Regions from separate parts of the Mus musculus genome. Here regions 2 and 3 are each linked to region 1. The links are chromatin contacts, called in public Hi-C and promoter capture Hi-C maps. All regions are on one chromosome and are shown on one strand. The core of a region is the stretch at or near the end of the contact, and the rest is flanking DNA. Distances in the headings are between cores, read along the strand shown. Region 1 holds the start of Wdr31 (WD repeat domain 31). Region 2 overlaps Fkbp15 (FK506 binding protein 15). Region 3 overlaps Rgs3 (regulator of G-protein signaling 3).

What was found. Promoter capture Hi-C pulls out the DNA fragments that hold promoters and counts their contacts. A called contact is a pair of places that touch in the nucleus more often than the background predicts.
Region 2: a contact with region 1 is called in a promoter capture Hi-C map of neutrophils, with 2.1 times the contacts expected there. The contact joins the enhancer-like site here to the promoter of Wdr31 in region 1. A contact is called at or near these places in 5 of 39 promoter capture datasets (3T3-L1-derived adipocytes, the HPC-7 cell line, hematopoietic stem and progenitor cells and 2 more) and 4 of 9 other capture datasets (adipose tissue, embryonic stem cells, liver and 1 more).
Region 3: a contact with region 1 is called in a Hi-C map of Th1 cells, with 1.5 times the contacts expected there. The contact joins the enhancer-like site here to the promoter of Wdr31 in region 1. A contact is called at or near these places in 2 of 484 Hi-C or Micro-C datasets (CD8 T cells and Th1 cells) and 3 of 9 other capture datasets (adipose tissue, liver and pancreatic islet).

The regions. Positions count from the first base shown.
Region 1 is chr4:62,469,163-62,473,420 of GRCm38.p6, reverse strand. Wdr31 (WD repeat domain 31) reads left to right here and starts at 2,522. Exons shown (of 11, transcript NM_023597.3): 1 at 2,522-2,602.
Region 2 is chr4:62,326,950-62,331,504 of GRCm38.p6, reverse strand. Fkbp15 (FK506 binding protein 15) reads left to right here. Exons shown (of 28, transcript NM_001045528.2): 13 at 2,055-2,157; 14 at 3,586-3,692. Among named protein-coding and RNA genes, the nearest start is that of Fkbp15, 31 kb to the left of the region's middle. Within about 2 kb of position 2,379, at least 43 of the 459 cell types and tissues checked have an H3K27ac peak or open chromatin away from gene starts, as enhancers often do. A contact at or near this core is called in adipose tissue, hematopoietic stem and progenitor cells and neutrophils, where this site is marked.
Region 3 is chr4:62,631,464-62,635,819 of GRCm38.p6, reverse strand. It overlaps Rgs3 (regulator of G-protein signaling 3), which reads right to left. Exons shown (of 16, transcript NM_134257.3): 7 at 1,291-1,374. Among named protein-coding and RNA genes, the nearest start is that of Rgs3, 14 kb to the right of the region's middle. Within about 2 kb of position 1,604, at least 90 of the 459 cell types and tissues checked have an H3K27ac peak or open chromatin away from gene starts, as enhancers often do. A contact at or near this core is called in CD8 T cells, Th1 cells and liver, where this site is marked.

The sequences.
Region 1 (4,258 bases), core at 1,273-3,772:
AGTCCCTTTGAGGCTTAAATCCAGAAGTTCCACAATGTTACTTCTGCTACACTCAAATGAAAAAAAAAAATGTATGATGCCAGCCCTAATGGAAGAATCAACGATGAGTTTATGGTTATTTTTAACTTATTATACCCCGGATAGTGTTGGCCTGAACCAAAACAGTGGCTAGAGAGAAATGAGGATATTTAGAAAGCAGAATTGGAAACCTTGGGAGCAGGATAGTTAAAATAACTTTTATTCACCTGATGTAATTGTTGTTTCTGAGGTTTACTGCCTTTGTACAACCTAATCTAGGCCTAGAATGTTTTCAGCCTCTGAAACTTACCGCTGAATAAGCTCACCCTTTTAGTTCTTTCTGAACTCTGGCTGGGCTGCTTCAACTCAGCTGTTCTGGCTCAAACTCCTCTGCAAGCTGACTGATTCAATCTGGCTTCTCCCTCTTGGCCTCTCCTAAATTGCTCTGCTTGGCTTTATACTAACTTTGACAATCTGTTCTAATCTACTAGCTCCTTCTCATTCTCTGCCTCGCTCTGTTTTTATCTGTGTCTGACTCGTTCTCTCTTTAACCTTTCTTTGTAAAATTCTTCCAGTAAAACTGCCTCCTTTTTTTCTGGCTCTCTCTGTGTACTGTTCTCTCTTAAGTAGCTTCTCTTTCCTCTCTCTTCTTCTGAGAGTTGGGCATATCCTGTTTTGTCAAATCTTTTTCTGATTTGTCACTTTGTCTGTCACTCAAACATCACTTTTAAACATAAAGAGTTTCCTTCTACAAACTAACTCTAGCTTTATTGTTTGGGATTAAAGGTGTGTACTAAGGGTGTGTCTGTATTCTGGGCATAGGGTCTAAAGAATTGTGCTAATGGTGAGCCACACCACAACTAGAAACAGATTTTTTTTTCCCCAGAAACAATCCAGTCTCCCAGTTCACAGTGTGATCAAATATCCTGCAACAGAGGATTGCTCCTGAGAGGCAGTTACAAATGACTCCTAGGTTTGTGGCTTGAGTGATTAATGGGTGGTAATGCCCAGTGTTTAGAGAAAGAAAAGAACAGGTTTAGGCAGAAGATGATGTCTGTGAGTCATGTCAAGGAAGAGGTGTCTTTTAGATAGTCAGATGGAGAAGAGCAAGAAGTAGGCGGAAGACAGATGAGGCTCCGGGACAAGTGTGACTACAGATACCAGTTTGGAAGGATCAGATGCCAGAAGCATTTCTCAAAGTGGTTGTATCCCAGAACAGAGTGCTTTGGGAGTAGACTCTAACACCTTAGTTTGTACTTGACCCAAATCAGTAGAAGTCTATTCTACTGCCAGTATTTTGTAGAAATACAGTATTTTGTAGAAATCAGTAGAAGTCTATTCTACTGCTAGTATTTTGCCATAGCAATGGGTTATACACTGACTCCAAAATTTACCTAACAACTATTTTTTAAAAGATTTATTTATTTTGTGAATATGAGTGCTCTACCTGTAGAGCTAGAACATGCACACCTGTGTTCCAGAAGAGAGCATCAGATCCCACATGGTTATGAGCTGTCATGAGGTTGCTGGGAATTGAACTCAGGATCTCTTAACCGCTAAGTCATCTCTCGAGATGTTAGTCTTTTGTTAGTACCTTCCCATTTGAATCTGAAGAAGGTACTGACAGTCTTTTTGTTTGTGGTGCTGGCTCATCCCAGTTTGATGAAAAACAAAGTGAAAAGTATTCAGTTTGGCAGCACATGTGTTAAAATTGGAACAATATAGGAACTGGAGAGATGGCTCAGCGGTTAAGAGCACTTATAGCACCTGCAGAAGACACAGGTTCAGTTCCCAAAACCCACAGGGCAGCTCACAACCATCGAGCTCACAACCATCGGTAACTCACGTTCTGTAGGATTAGAACTCAGTAGGCACACAAATTATATATATATATATATATATATATATATATATATATATATATATATATGTATATGCAGATAAAGCACTCACACTTATAAAATAAGTTATTTTCAAACCGTTTTTTAAAAAGTGGATTGACACAGAAAACAAATTAACATGGTCCCCACACAAAGGCGAACGGCACAATCAAAACCTTCCATATATTTGAAACTCATTACTTTATCTATTTAGAAAAATTAGTAAAAATAAACACACACATGCCAAATGAGAGGAATGGATTAAGATGTTTGGGAAATGTTCAATGGAGAAAATCTCTGTCTATATTCAGGGACATTTAAAATAAATTTTCTGGGCGAATAATAATTACAAAGTGACACTTATTAATCGCTTACTCGCTGTGGCTACGACAGATATCACCGCTTTTCTTGGAGGATACAGGTGCTTCATGTTCATGTAGCGTGGTTAAGCACAAACCTCCCCTGCATAGAATATTCACATACCATCAAATTAGAAAAGGAAAATACGCTCTCTCGGCTCGGCCCCTGAGGGACTTCCGGCACGTGGAACCTGGGTTCCGGGGCTGCCGTGGACGCCCGGAGCGTTTAGGTGGAACTCCCGCCCTAGCGACGCGCGCCTGGTTGCTAGGGGCGGAGGCGCGGGAACCTGTGGAAGCTAAGGATGCCTGCTACCCGTGCTTTCGGGCCTCGGTGCTAGCCCACCGGTGGGTATGGAGCCCGAGGTGGGAGAGAGGGAGCATCGGGGGGCATCTTCGCGCTCTCCCCAGCGGTAGCCAGCCACCCACCCGAAGTGAGGAGGAGGTCTGGGAGGGTATGTGTAGGACCTGGTTTCACCTGCTTCCATCTTGGCGTAATCCTCCCCTGGCACGTGCACATGAAAGTAAGCTTTAGCAGTTCAGATAATGGACAGGAGTAGGAGCATTTATAATCTGAAGGGCCAGAAAGAAAACAAACAAGACAACAAAGAACTGCACGCTGATGGTCCTCAACGTTGGGAGTTCTGATCTAGCGCCGACCCTCAGTGAGACCGGGTGTCTTGTAAATCCTCTTACTGTCTGAATCTTTTCCTTTACATTATCATTAGAGTCAAACCAGTCCACCTCCTATAAGCTTCTGCGAGTCGTTTGTTAATCTTTGAACACTGGTGTAGATGTCTTAGTCACAGAGAGTATAGGTTAGATAGACATCCATGTGAAAGATTTGGGAAGAGAGCGTGGATTTAAAAAAAAAATCATTTATACCAGTTGGGAAGTGGCAGTGCATGCCTTTAGTCCCAGCATTGAGGCGGTAGAAGCAGGCAGATCTCTGAGTTCTTGGACAGCCTGCTTGGTCTACAGAGTGAGTTCGTTCCATGACAGCCAGGGCTACACAGTAAAACCCTGTCTCAAAAAAAAAAAAAAAAAATAATAATAATCATGTACACAACTAGCGCCATGTTAAAAGTCTCAGTGATCATACTTGCTAGGCCAGAACACATACACAGAGATTTATTAAAAAGAATATATCACAAGAAAAGTCAGGCCTAGTAGGCACATTCTTAGAATAAACCCGAGTGGGAAGAGTTCTTTTCGATAACAAGTCACGGGGAACTTGCTCAGTCTTGTGTGATTCATGGTAGGTGAAGAGGCAAGGGGCATCTCACTACCTTGCTAAGTAGTACATTTTACAGCGTCATTTCTTCAATATTTGGGTTAATACTGTGTCAGACTGCAAATGTTTGTATAAGACATCTCAAGTCACTAGGATCATATGAGAGGTTTTTTGTTGTTGTTGTTGTTGTTTTGAATCTTTGTGTGTGTGTGTGTCTACAGACAGGATGAGAAAAGTCTACTGAAATAAGATTCATTTCACTCAGTTCTGCCCCCATGACAGCAAGTTAGCTCTATGGATCACAGTTGTATCAAAGGCTATAAAGGAATTGTGTACTACATAACCGAAAGAGGATTTTCTGAGCTCTATCTAATGTAGGCCTTTGGAAAGCAGATTTGGACAGAGACAGATCAGGGGTTCAGATGTAGATCTGCTTCCCCCAGAAACCCACAGGGCATCCAGAGCCATCATGACCTTTCAGCACCTTTCCAAGTGCTTCCAGCCTTTGTGGGTTGAAGCAGGGTGATGAGCCTTCAGAGATATTTTTTGGATGGTCTTGTTAGGTAGTTTAAAAAGACCATTATTTTGAGGTCTGGTCACATGAGCCTGTGAGGCAGGAGGATTTTGAGTTGGAGGCCAGCTTGGGCTATACAGAAAAAGATTTTGTCCCCAAAAGACAAACAGTCAAAAACCACAGAGTGTTATGTTGTACCCTGTAAAGAGCTTCTGGCTAATCTTGCTCTTTAATTTAGGATGCCATCTCTCATGCA
Region 2 (4,555 bases), core at 1,130-3,629, 140 kb after region 1:
TTGTTTGTTTTTCAAGACAGGGTTTCTCTGTGTAGCCCTGGCTGTCTTGGAACTCACTTTGTAGACCAGGCTGGCCTCGAACTCAGAAATCCACCTGCCTCTGCCTCCCGAGTGCTGGGATTAAAGGTGTGCGCCACCACGCCTGGCCAAACTGTTAGCTTTTATGACTATATGTATAGTGCTTTTTTCATATTTTAAAAATGTTATTTAGCAGTTCAAGATTTTATTGAAATCAAGTCTACCAGGCTTTTCACTTTTGATGTTGTGCTTAGAAAGCATTCCCAGGGCTGGAGAGAGAGTTCAGCAGGTAAAGTACTTGCCATGCAAACCTAAGTAGCTTCCCAGTACCCATGTAAAAGCCAATGCAGTAGCTTGTACCTGCGATCCCAGCTCTGAGGAGGCCCTGACAGAGGGATCCCTCCAGCCTGCAAGTCAGACAAACTAGCCAATCAATGTGCTCTAAGTTTGGTGGGAAACCCTGACTCAAAATTAACATAGAAAGTGAACCCATTGCTGACCTCTGACCTCAGCATATACATAAGGACACAAGTGTACCCTCCCTATATACATACATGAACACATAAACACACACATACAAAGGAAAAGCATCTTCATTTTTGTACTTTAAAAGCATAGCATTATGACTTTCAGAAATATGATTATTTTTTATTTATTTAGATCTAAATTTTTAATCCATAAGAATATAAAGTAACTTAAGCCTTTTTCAATGATTAACTTGTTACTGATAAAACAATTCTTTCTCAAGTGAACTGAAATATATGATTGATTGACTTTTGAGATTTTTTTCATTTGATATAAAATGAAAAAAGATATAAAATATGCTCTGAAATAGGCTTTATATTTTAGAGTATTGTCCTCCCCAACCCCCCGGAAAGATGTAAAATATAACATTTTAAATGGAAGCTTACTGTTTTGTAATTGTCTTCCTGGTTTCTATAAATGAAATTTGAATAATATAGTTCATTAAAATTATTTTTATATATAATTAACTAAAATTTAAATATAATTAATTAAAAACTAAAAGTTACTTTATTGCATAATAATTAAAATTTATAATGAAAGAATATATTTAGAAAAGGGGTATTTTCCTTATATATTGCTTTATAAACTGACTTTTAAACTTAATGTTATATCATAAATGCCTATGTGAATGTCAATAATATATGTAAAGTGTATTGCTTTAAAGACAACTAGGTGGCCTTCTCTCTACCATAATTCCCTTTACTCTCCTGATAGACATTTAAGTTGATTTAGAATTCAGTAATTATCAAAAAGTGGGCTTATTTTCCCAGAAGACAATATTTGGTGCTGGGGAAAGCTCTAAAGTATAAGAATAATCCAGAGATGACAGCCCTTGAACCACAGCACAGCAAATTATAGTCATATGACTCATGTCATATGACATCTTGTCTTTGCTTGAAGCAGGAATACAGGGCAGCTTTGCTCAGAGTTAACAGTTTTGGTTTTATGAATTTTTAAGAATCTTTTAATAGTGAGAGCTAACAGCTGGGTGTGGTAACACACACTTTAAGCTCATCACTTTCAATTAAGGCAGAGACAGGAGGATCTCGGAGTTTGAGGCCAACAAGTCCCCATAGCAAGTTTCAGGACAGTCACGATGCATAGAGAAACCTTGTCTCAAACAAACAACAACAAAAGACTTAGGACAAGCGTCCTGGACAGACATGACCAAGCCAGCATGCTAGTGAGGTGCAGTGACTTGCTCTGCTCTGTCCAGTTTTCTGTGGGTGCTCTGAGGTCTGAGACTGCTTGGTGGAAGAGTTGGGTAGCTGATGGTGGTTCTGTAGGATTATATTAATTATTTGATATGATTTATAGGAAGAAGATCTCTTACTCTTGCATAATTGAGTTCTTCCTTTGTACAACTCATATCCCTGACAACTGGCTTTCTGCCTGCCTTTCCTTCCTCTTTCTTGACTAGAAATCCTGTATTGTGAGCCGAGTTAGAGACAGGCAGCCTCTGTCTTCAGCTAAAACCTACACATAGTGATCAACCCTTGTGTTTTTTTCAGGATGCAACTGTTCTGCGAGGAGCTGGGCAGTCCCTTGTGACACCATCTATCCAGCCTTCTCTTCAGCCAGCTCATCCGGTATTACCACAGATGGCCTCACAGGGTAAGAAAGGAACCTTGATAAGGCTCGGCCCTTGAGTTGAATCAGTATTTTCATCTGTGTTCCTTAGATTATTAACTAGTATTGTTAGTGCTGGGGCCTGGGTTAGGGGCTAAGACTTGTCAGTTTGTCTCTGAGTAGAACACTTGAGGCTAAGATGTATGTCTGCTGTGTTGCTTTGCCCCTTTAGGAAGTCTGTGCTCAGCTGTTGAGACATCTCCGTATGTGTTGTTTTACACTCGTGTCAGCTGATGGGATCTGAGTCAGATGAACAAGAGAACACTGTTTCCACCTTTGCTGGGCTGCCCATGGGCTGCTTTGGGAGGAAAGTGGTCTGGTTTAAAGCATGGGAATGTTGGGTGCCAGTTCAGACTTACAAGTGTGAAGGAAAGTTCCTGGAAAGAGCCCCACATGGCACTGAACCTTCTGCAAGGCTGGCTAGCTGATGAGAACGTCAAGAATTGTGAAGAGGCAGGGGTCCAGCAGGTTCAGACCAGTTGTAATTTATCTTGGGCTATCTTTAGCACCCTTAGTTGTTTGATAAACAAAGTTTCAATCTTTTGATTTGACCAGTGAAGACTTGGGAGCCAGATGCTGGGGTGAAAGCATGCTAACTCAGAGGCAGAGAGAACACACAGCTGACCTTCCTTCTCAGGCTATGTCTTAGAAGGAATGATCCCTCATTCCTCCCAACTCACCATCTCAAAAAACCTCCTTCAGACTGAATGCCCCTCCCTTCTACTTCCTATGTATCTCTCTATCTGTCCTCTTGTCCCTCTTATCTAATTCTGTGTTCACTTCCTGTCAACTGGTTGCTTGCTCTGCCTCTTGACCTGTTATTAACAATAGTGGTTTTTATTTAATCCTATTTACAGTATTCAAGCAGAAAGTTCTTGGATTAAAGGTGTGTGCTAAGGCTGGGCCATACCACAACTAAAGCCATCTTTTGGGTTTTTTTTTTGTTGTTGTTTTTTGTTTTTTAGTAAATAACACAATCTTAGGTTCACGGTGTGTCAAACATCCTGCAACACTTAATAGCCGTTTATTGCCCCTCTGTGTATGTAGCCTAACACTATTAGGTAAATCCTTTGGAATGTACAGAGTACTAGCCTCTACCAACTAAAAGCTAAGAACGTGGTCAGATAGTATCTGAGGCCATAAATGGATCTCCTGACTTCCTGGAATATGCCTCCCTGATATTTTTAAACCACTGTATTTAAAGTGTCTAGGTTTGTGAGAACTTCATGAGTCTGTTTACTGTGTAGGAACTTGGGATGTGGAGTAACCTGAACCTTTGGTTTCATGACATGCTCGCACATACTTGGCTCCAACATAAATGATCTCTTATCTCCTTTGAGGTGAGAGTTGTGATTTTGCATTGACAAAACAAGCAAGGATGGGTAACAGTAAAAATACCTTGATTTGTCTTAGCACCTCAGCCATCTGGTTCTGGGCTCCAGACACCCTCTGCTGCCTTGATGCAAGCTGTGTCCCTTGATTCTCACTCGGCTGTATCTGGAAATGCACAGAACTTCCAGGTAACTGTTTTTTAATTAATTAATTTTTTTTTGTTTGTTATTTTGAGAGAAGGTCTCACTATGTAGTCTTGGCTGGTGGTATACACACACAAACACACACACAAACACACACACACACCCAACGATCAGGCTGGCTTCAAACTCTCAGAGATCTGCTTGCCTCTTGCCTCCTGAGAGCTGGGATTAAATGCACCAGCACATCCAGCCCCCAGGTAGCAATAGTATTTTAAAACTCTTTTAGGCATGAGATATAATTTATGTTCTTCTTATATGAACACAGATGATCCCTCTCTCCTTTTTACACAGCAGCAGTTCTCCAAGTCAAAGCTTGTCATTTCCCTTTCCCTAAATTACTGCTCTGTTGTCTCTAAAACCACACAAAGTTTTCTGTTTGCAAGTTTTTGTGAAGATTAAGTGCAAGAATAAGCAAAGTACTTATTAAAGGCCTGGGCCTGGCACCTAGCAAAGTTCCCACTAGTACACATAGGATAGCAAGAGCTGTCTCTCCTGCCCTACCCACCCTGGAGGCGATTCTGAGTGGAGATGTGGGAGCCATGGTGGGCAGGCTTTGCTCCACTAGGATAAGGGGAATCAAAACTGAGAAAAGGCTCCCACGGTGGAAAATCCCTCTGCCACAGACTAAGATTTTTTTTTCTAGTAATTAATGTTTGGGTTGTTATATTGTTCTTGGAAATAAACTAGTGTTTCTATGGGGAAAGAGTGACTGTTCTTAAAATGATAGTTGTTGTTTATTGAGCATTTATTTGCCTTGTGCCAGGCACTTAATCTGGCAGTTCTTGGGGGCTTCACCTGTATTAATTAGCTCATATAATACAGCAAATATAATTTGCCTGTGTCATTTA
Region 3 (4,356 bases), core at 355-2,854, 160 kb before region 1:
CATATGAGCAGCGAGTGATCCATCTCCCTGGTCAGTCTAGGAGGGCAGACATAGAGCATGTGGGCTTGTTCCATGACAGCCCAGAGAATTAACCGACCTCAACAGAGACGACCACTGGCTTCTGTCTGTCTGTCTAGTTTCTGTCATTGCTTCATAAAACCTAAAGGAAGGAAAGCCAGGGGATTTTTCTTCCCTGGGGACCCCCACTCCTCTTTCCAGTTTTGCTTACTTTCCAATCTTTCTGAATAATGCTTATATCCTGCTTTTCCATACTTTCAAGCGGCCATATCCATTATTAACCTTCTTTGGCCTAAGACAACAAATGCAGAGCTACTGTCCCAGGCCAATCCTTAATGACTGACTCCTCCACCATCTCATGCCCTTGAGTCCTATACAACAAGACAAGTCACCAGTCAGGGGAGGGACAAGCACACAGCCTCCCTGGGGAGCCCTCCTTAAAGAGACAATACTCGTGTGGAACATAGGTGTCCTGATCTGCTTGCTTACAACAAAACACAAGCAAAGCCAACTTCCGGTGTTAGCTCCAGTTGCCCAGAGTGTCCAGGAGGATAAAGCTACAAGGAGCTAACCTCAGACCCTGCCCTCTGCCCCAAGCACGCACAGACCCACTGCTCAGATGGTAAGGGTGATGAGGATGGCAGAAGTCACCAGAAGCCAGTGACAGAGCTGGGGCTGGATACAGACTTCCGATGTCCAAGCTCTCTGACCTTTCCACTGTGTGGGTGAGGGATGTCCTCCCAGCTAGAGATAAGCTGGTTCCCAGGAAGAATGACCTATCCCTTGACCCCTGTGGACAAGGCTAGAGCTGGGGGAGGGTAATGGAGGGTGGCCATAGACTGAGCTCTCAGAAGGGGGTCTGGGCTTGGGTTCTTTATAGAAAGACTCCAACATTCCTCTAAGGATTCTCTTTGGCTAGACTTTAATCTTCAGGGTTGCTTATCTCAGCTGGGATAAACTGTTATCTTTTCTCCTCCTGGGATAAACAATGAGATGTCTTTTTAGAGACTAGAGGTATGCTTTGACCATACTAATGATCAACCTTGAGAGAGAGAGAGAGAGAGAGAGAGAGAGAGAGAGAGAGAGAGAGAGAGAGAGAGAGAGAGAGAGAGAGATTGTAACTAGCCGGTAAACAAGAGCTGGGTGACCTCTCCATAAGGCTTTTGGAAGAGTTTCAGGTCTCCACCCTGAGGCTGTCTAGTGCTCCAAAGGAAGAGAGAAAGTGAGGGAAGGAAACACAGCTGGTTTCCAGCAGGGCTGTGCAGGTCTTACCTGGGAAGTCTTGTTCCTCCCCTCATACAGCAGCAGCTCCTCCGACAGCAGGAGAGTCCGGGCAGGGTTACAGAGATCTAGGGGCTGAAAAACTAGTCACGCTGAGTGGGATGCAAAGGGCAGCTTGCCAAAGCCAGAGCAGAGGAGAAGACAAGACTGCCTGCCCTCCTCCTCCCTACCCCTGACCCCACGCACCCTCACGCCCCCGCCCGCCCGCCCGCAATGGAAAGAGAAAGACTCTGCTCTAGCTCGGCCCAGCCAGGCCTGATCAAAAGAGCTGCTCTCTCTACAGGAAGTTCAGCCACAGGCTCAGGGCCTTGCAGTTCTCCCCTGATGTCCGCCCCCACCCTGGGGCTCCAGCACTCAGCTCGCCTCCATTCTGTGTGTGCCTCAGAGGGAGGTCTCTGCTGTCAGGCCCACGAGGCATCTTGAGGGCCCTATGCCAAGAGATATGGCCACTCAAGTCTCTTCAAGGCCAGGCGGATCCCCGCCCTGCTCAGGTCCCAGGCTGAGCCAACTGACTCCTTCATCTCAGCAACTGATTCCTACTCAGACTTCTAGTCCCACCACCCTGTCCTGTCCGATTCAAAGAACGTGCCCAAACTCTGCCTGACCCTCCTCAAAGGGACACCTGTCCTTGGGAGTGTACATTTATCACACATCCCCCCCCCCCACCACCAAGTCCCTGACCTTAAGCAAGGGATGTAGAAAGATGACAAGATAGGCATCAACTGTGTACTACAGCTCGGATGAAACTTCAAACATAGGCTATGCATAAACAGATGGGGAAATCTGACAGAAAGCAGAGGGAGGTCAGTCATCAAGCAAGGTGGGGAGGTCTCTGGTGGGAAGGGAGCGCGCCGTAATATGGAAGAGGTGGGACAGCGTCTGTGTGGACAGCATCGATGTGGACAGCATCTATGTGGACAGCTACCGGCTATTCGGTAGGTATTCACTCTGATTCTCTGTTTGGCATATGTAAGTCTTAAGCCATTCTTATCTTAAGTCTTTCTCCCCCACCCCACCCTGCTCCCCACTCTTTCTTTTTTGGCAGGGTTTCTCTGTGTAGTCTCAGCTTCCCAGCTGTCCTGGTACTCATTCTGTAGAGCAGCTGGCCTCTGCCTCCTAAGGCATGCACCAACCACTTTCTGGCTTGAGTGTTTCACAGTTTAAATTTTTTCAGTTTTTAAAATTTTAAAAACCAATTAAAACTGGGAATGGTGGTGACACATACCTTTAACCCCAACACTCAGAAGGCAGAGACAGACTGATCTTTGTGAATTCGAGGCCAGACTGGTCTACAGAGAGGTTGAGGAAAGCCAGGGTTATATAGATACCCTTTCTCCAAAATACTAAAAATCAAAACAAAACAACAAACCCTCAAAACATAATTTACAAATTTAAAAACTGTACTACTCTTATAGGTGTGTATGTGCAAAAATACATAATATGTGGAGCAGGCATGTACACATACACATATATACACGTGGGAGTAGGCATGTATGCATGCGTGTGCGCGCACATACACACACACACACACACACACACACACACACAGAGACGTATATGTGGAACAGGCATGTGGATGCAATGGGTGTGAAAGTAGGAGGACAACTTGCAGAAGTCATTTCTGTCCTTCTGCCATACAGGCCCCAGGGATCAAATTCAGGTTGTCAGGTTCAGCGGCATGCACCTTTCCCTACTGGGGTGGCTCACCAGACTTAATTTGTAATAAAAATTAAAAGACAAAACCAAAAATAACCAGGCAGGTAGCACGCACCTATGACCCTAGTCCTTGGGTCACTGAGGACGGAGGATCGAGTTGGGCCATCCTGAGCTACATAGTGAAAGGCTGTCTACAAAGCCAAGGACTGTGGGCATAGCTCAGTGCTTGTCTGGGGACAGCACGAGCAAAGCCTTGGGTATGGTCCCCAGCACTGCAAGAAAAGGGAAAGTGTGTGTGGGGAGGGGGTGGAGAACAACATGGTGGGGAAATAAGAGCTTCTTACATTTAAAAAAATGTGTGAACGACCTAAAGGGCCATAAAGTGATATCCAAGGGGCAGAATAAATAAAGATCTGAGAGGAAAGAAATACAGAACATGTTTACTACCTATTCACCATGTGAATAGGCTGTCTAAGCTGTTAGTCCCTTAGTATTTTGGCCACAGCAGCAATAAACACAGACATTCGAGGATCTTTGTCTAGGATATAAAGTCCTTTGCTCAGTAGTAGCATGACTGGGTCGTATGGTAACTATCTACTTATTTTTTAAAAAAAAACAAGCTCATCTTGAAAATGAGGTATATACATTCAATGGTCTTATATCCAGCCATAAAAATTTAATTATAGCATTTGCATAAAATGGGCAGATCTAAAACATATAGTATATGCTTTCTCATATACAGAATCTAGCTTTCGATACTTTTATTTTATGTGTGTGTATGTATGTCTGTGTGTGTGTGTGTGTGTGTGTGTGTGTGTGTGTGTGTGTGTAGGTATGAGCCATAGAGCCAGAAAAAGAACCACAAGAGGAGAGGAGCGTTGTTGAGGAAAGAGGGGTATAGAACACAGAAGACACAAGGGTGGAAAAGACGTTATGACAGCAGAGACGTACCAGGGGCAGGGGTGTGGGAGAAGAGGGGGAAGACGGCAAATCATGGTTGGAAATGCTCTACCGGAACCCAAGACTCTGGATGCTTATTAACTCATTGGCAGGAAGAGGGGAAGGAGGAAGGGGAGACATGAAGAAGTGGGAGATTACGGGGGGGGGGGAGGGGGAGGGGGTGAAGTGTGTGACTCCCGTGACTTTCTGCTCTGTGCTCCTGCACCACTACTGCTATCCTGATGCATTTGCCTGAGCAGAGGGACCAGCCACACAGTCTCTCTCCCTCAGTCAGTTTCACACATAAGTGCCTCTGGGTGAGGCAGCCGACATCACTGCCAGACTCTGTAGTGCACCTGTCCCGGCCCCAGAGGATGAGGGAGCTGGGAAGGGAGGGCAAGGACCCTCTCATGGCTCCACACTTTTCCACATAGCCTTCTGGAAACGTCTGCTTCCCTTATA